Regions from separate parts of the Zea mays genome. Here region 2 is linked to region 1. Evidence: chromatin contacts called from public Hi-C data. All regions are on one chromosome and are shown on one strand. Each heading gives the region's core, a stretch centred on a gene start, on an enhancer-like site or on the middle of the called end of the contact. The rest is flanking DNA. Distances are from core to core; before and after follow the strand shown. Region 1 has its middle 140 kb from the start of LOC100279916. Region 2 holds the start of LOC100191591.

Evidence for each region. Hi-C and Micro-C count contacts between places; a contact is called where the count stands out from the background.
Region 2: a Hi-C map of endosperm shows a contact between it and region 1, with 5 times the contacts expected there. The contact joins the promoter of LOC100191591 here to the enhancer-like site in region 1. A contact is called at or near these places in 4 of 25 Hi-C or Micro-C datasets (ear, endosperm, leaf and 1 more).

The regions. Positions count from the first base shown.
Region 1 is chr4:119,201,497-119,204,196 of Zm-B73-REFERENCE-NAM-5.0, reverse strand. No RefSeq gene overlaps it. Among protein-coding and RNA genes, the nearest start is that of LOC100279916, 140 kb to the right of the region's middle. Within about 2 kb of position 1,371, at least 17 of the 20 cell types and tissues checked have an H3K27ac peak or open chromatin away from gene starts, as enhancers often do. A contact at or near this core is called in ear, endosperm, leaf and 1 more, where this site is marked.
Region 2 is chr4:119,433,752-119,436,451 of Zm-B73-REFERENCE-NAM-5.0, reverse strand. It overlaps LOC100191591, which reads left to right and starts at 1,387. Exons shown (of 4, transcript NM_001137021.1): 1 at 1,387-2,067; 2 at 2,554-2,700. The coding sequence starts at 1,678.

The DNA of each region.
Region 1 (2,700 bases), core at 122-2,621:
TAACCACCTCTTCAATTAGAAAGAAATTTTCTAACTTTGATCTCATTTGGACAACTAGAAGCCAACTGCAAAACAAAACTTTTGCATCCCTTTTCTACTAATCTCGAGCACGAGATTATTTTTAAGAGGGGTAGAATTTGTAACACCTCAAGTCATAACTTTGGGATTTAGGAAAAGTCTCCAAGGATTTTAAATTCAAATATCTTCTAACAAGGATTTCCTTACCTCTGAAGTCATCTCTCATAAATTTAAAATATTTTCTAATAAGAAAAATCCATATATGAATTTAGTTATCCCTTTGATAAAGTGATCTATAAAAGATTTTATAGACTAGAAATTATTATCTTAAAATGCATACTTTGGAGTGTATGAATTTCATATTAAAAAACTTAAAGAAGCATAATAAATAAATAAATCAATAAAACTATGGACTTGCATTCATGCTGAGATTTATTTGAATGATTGCATTAGGTTTGAATTTATAATTTGAATAATTAGAGGATAGAAATAAGAAAAGAAATGGAAATAGGAAAATAAAAAAGGGAAAATCGCCTACCACATGGGCCAAATTGCCCTGGTCGGCCCATTTGCCTCCCCCGCGCCAGCCCAATTGCCACCTTCGCGCTGACCGGTGGGTCAGGTGGTCAGCCTCCTTATCCGAGCACGCACGCTTGCGCTCAGTCACTGGTGTGGGGGACCCAGTTGCCAGTTCCTCCCTCCCCCAAACGAGATTTGTTAGCACCGACTGCGTGAACTTCAGGGAAAACAGGCTCGTCGTGATCCCTCCGCCTCCTAATCCGCGAGCTTCGCGAAGATATAAACCCGATATCCCCGTGACCTGAAGCCCGACCGCTATAAGTCATCGCCCTGCTCGATTCACCTCATCTATTGAAACCACTGAGGGCCTCGCCGCTGTGTTGTGTTCATGCGTGGGCATATGCGAGCCACCGCCCATGTTACACGACCATTGTTGCGGTCGGTCTCTTGGTCGGGAGGATTCACGGGGTCCCCTAGGTGGTACCCGAGGCATCTGCAGGTAGGAGGGAGCCTCTTAGTCATTCCAATTTCTCGTCATCTTTCCCCACCACCGCGGAGCCGTCGGGTGGCGTCGCTAGACCTCTACCTTGTTCAATCGCGGGTAAGAGGTTATTACATATATTCACCATCACCTAGGGAACATTGATCGCGGATAGGATTAATGGATGGGGTGATGTTGCACGGAACGGGCATTGTCGGCCATGGCCTCCGCCGTGGGGTTGCCCGCCGCCGCTTGGTCAGCTGGTGGATGAAGATGGTGTGGAGATCGTAGGATCTAGATGAACGATAGAGATTAGAAGGTTGGGGAGGAAAGTTTGTAATCGTTGATTGCGGAAAGGACGCCCCGGATTAGATTCACGTATAACGCTTCGGCTAGATCTGACGCGGGCCGTTTGATCTAGATCGGGCGCTCGAAAATCGATCTGGGCGTTATAAAATCTGATGCGTCAGTGATAGATCTTGCGGCTATCATTATATGCCGGTTTAGTGATTTAATCCTGGCCGCTAGCGGGTGATCAGGCCGTCCATATTCGCTTGTACCCCTTCGGCCAGCCTGTTTTGCGCATGAGCCCTTAGGTTTCTTTCAACTCAACCCGCTGTCATGATGCAATTGTAGAAAATTTAATATATGCCCCTAAAACTTGCAGTTTGGCCCTTGATCTCTTAAAGAATGGCACCCTCAGTCCAAGACTTATAGAATTTGGTAAAATAAATCCAAAAATGGATTTTTAGTATAAAAAATAAGTCTGCAAACCTCGGAAATTCATAACTCCTTTATTTTAGCTCCTTTTTGATCCATTCTAGTTTCATTAATCTCACATTAATATTGTTTATCATCTAGTAACTTTGTAATACCATGAAACATATGATTAAAATCTTGTACCTCCTTTGCTTTATAGTAGACACTTAAACATTCGGAAAATCATAACTTTATGACCGTAACTCCGAATTTAGTGGTTCTCGAACCTAGGATCTAGTTACGACGTGTAGGACATTATTATGCAGTTTGTTCTCATGTTTGGTGTAATGTTATTTTTATGTACTCCTTGTTCGTTTGTATGTATTGCTACGAGTAGCAGCGAGGTTACGAGTCACTTGAAGACCAAGTTGGTACCTGTGGATCTCAAGTCTAAGGCAAGTTGTGCCCTTGATCACTTTTCTCTTTACCCAATAATGTTCCTATTAATCACTGTGACATGCTCAGGTTAATTTAATGAGACCTAATAGGCTTCCCTAGCATTGTTTATCCCACACCTTGCAGACAAAAGAACTATTGGGTAGTTTTGCTATTGCTCTACCTGGTTTTGGGAAATTAATGTTATATTATGATCATGTTCCAGTTATGTTGTTGTTTAATTATTGTTCATGACAAGATCATTGTGTTAATTGGAACATGGAGCTTAACTTGAGATATCCGTGCTACCACAAGGGTGGAATGGGACACCCTTGGCTGACTAATTAGGAAAGCTAGTGGAGGGCTACCTTACCCAAAAGGGGCAAGGGCGGTGGAGGAGCTACATATAGGGAGGTTCTTGGGTCGATCATGCTGCGATGGCTTTTCGGACGAGGGATTCCTACATTGCCCTTCTCAGAAACTGTCGGCGTTTCGAGACAGGGGGGTCCCTAAGCCGACGAGTGAGTGTGCTGCGTGCCCCAGCCCAG
Region 2 (2,700 bases), core at 138-2,637, 230 kb before region 1:
TTAACATACCACACCAGGCTAGTTTAGTAACTCCATTTTTCAAAGAGATTACTATTTTTCTAATAGAAAATAAACTAATTTCTCTTGTGAAAATAGAAATCTCTTAGGGCTAGTTTGGTAACCCCATTTTTTTAAGGGATTTTCATTTTTCGAGGAAAATTAGTTCAATTTACATTGGTAAAATAGAAATCCTTTGAAAAAATAGAGTTCCCAAACTAGCTCTTAGAGAAATAGAGTTCAAGAACTAGCCTTAGGGTGTGTTTGGTCGCGGAGTGGAGAAAATGGAATATCCCGAAACTTCCATATGAAAATTTATCATAAATAGTTGGAATTCTCTCACTCCAAAAAAATTGAATGCGAGTGCTCTTATCCCTCTACTACTCTCTACACTCATATGGATCTCCAATCAAACAGAGAACGGAGCGGCTTCACTCTATTATACTCTTCAACCAAACAAAAATGGAGCAACTCTGTTCTGTTTGCCAAATGCGAAATAGAACGACACTATTTTAGAAAAACTGGAATGGAATTGCTCCATTCTAGTTGACTCTCTAATCAAGCGCATCCTTAAAGAGGATTTAGGGTCTGTTTGGTTCGTGGTTACCTACGCTACACTTTAACTAAGGTTAGTCGTTCGAATTAAAAAGCTAGGGCCTGTTTGGTTCGATGCCTAACTTGTCATACTTTGCCTAACTTTTCTGTCTAAGGTTAGTTTTCAATTCGAACGACTAACATTAGGCTAAGTGTGACACATTTAGTCACAAACTAAACAACCCTAATCTTAAACAGAAAAGTTAGGTAAAGTGTGGCAAATTAGATAGTGAACCAAACAAAGTCTTTAATTCTATCTTATCTCTTTTCATCCACCTTAACTGAATAAGACCTAAATGAGAGATTCAACGATGATCAGTATCCTACGGTCCTACCCCATAAGGAAACGATACAAAACACACTCCGTAGTTAAGCTTAAGCATATCCACAGGATTAAATCCTAGACAAAAATGAGCCAAGCAGATCCTACGAGCTCCGGCCTACGGCTGCCGCGCGACCCCGCCAGCTTCCCCCAAATCGCCGGGCATCTCGGCACCGTTGCCCGACGCCCTGCCCGTCCTCCCCCGTGGGAGCAGGGCAGCAGGCAGCCACTCGACCGCGATCACCGTGCCACGTCGGCGCCGCGTCCTCCCCACCCTCCACCAACCCCACGTGCAACACAGCTGCACCTGCACACCCGCTCTAGCTGTTTGCTTCGACCCACCAAAATCCCGCACCCCCAGGAACGAAGCTGCCGGGCAACCACCTTCATCCACGCGAGGGCCCCCTTGACCCACCAATCCACCATTGCTCGCTATAAGACTCCGTGGTGCCGCACGGCTCCGCCGCCGGCGAGGCCTCATCTCGGTTTACTATAAGAGTATAAGTACGTCTCCGCAACAAGCTAATCTTTTTTTTGCCCCCTCCTTCCACGTCCCCACCCTGCCGTCGTCGCTACTCGCATAGAGATTCGCGCGGCCGTGTCTTGCTCGCGCCTGCCCCCTTCCTTCCTTGTCGTGCCAGCGCCCAGATCTCTCGCTCGCCGGCGCTCGGGCCAGATCTGGGTGGGGGCTCGGAGGCGGAGCCGGGCGCAGGTTTGGTTTGACCCAAGGGGCGAGGAGGAGAGGGAAGAAGACCCCGGACGCCATGGAGCTGGCGGTTGGCGGCGGGATGCGGCGGTCGGCGTCGCACACCTCGCTGTCGGAGTCGGATGACTTTGAGCTCACGCGGCTGCTCAGTAAGCCGCGGATCAACGTCGAGCGCCAGCGCTCCTTCGACGACCACTCTCTCAGCGACGTCTCGCACTCCGGCGGATACGGCAGGGGTGGCTTCGACGGCATGTACTCGCCTGGGGGCGGCCTGCGCTCCCTCGTCGGCACGCCGGCCTCCTCCGCGCTGCACTCCTTCGAGCCCCACCCTATCGTCGGCGACGCCTGGGAGGCGCTCCGCCGCTCCCTCGTCTTCTTTCGCGGCCAGCCCCTTGGCACCGTTGCCGCCGTCGACCACGCGTCCGAGGAAGTCCTCAACTACGACCAAGTGGGCTGTCACTCCATTTTATAGCTCCCTCTTGTGAAAAATTGATTATTACTTGTAATAGACATTCATATCGCTTAGAAAATGGTATAAATGTATATTCGACACATTCATATCGCTTAGAAAGTATCAGTTAAAAAAAGTCATTTAGGTAGTATTGTAAGTCTCTTATGCTCTTTTATGTCTAAATTTTAACTGACAGGCGTTTGAAGTATTTATATTGTAATTTATGCCTTCGAATTTAAAATTTAGGAGTATCTTGTTATCCAGTGCATGTATATCAAATTACATTGTAATTCTACAACTGTTACTACCAAATTGAAAAATGGTTCTATCGAATTGTATAATCATTTTTGGTGGCATACCCTTAGATAAAAATCTTAGATCCACCACTGTTGTTGACACAAGTTGAAAATTATTTGATTCCAAGCTTGTCATTCGAAGCTCGTAGGAGTACATATATCTTATTCAGGGTACCTTGGTGGGCAGGTGTTTGTGAGGGATTTCGTGCCGAGTGCACTGGCGTTTCTGATGAATGGCGAGCCAGATATTGTCAAGAACTTCCTTCTCAAGACCCTGCTGCTGCAGGGCTGGGAGAAGAAAGTCGACCGGTTCAAGCTTGGGGAGGGAGCCATG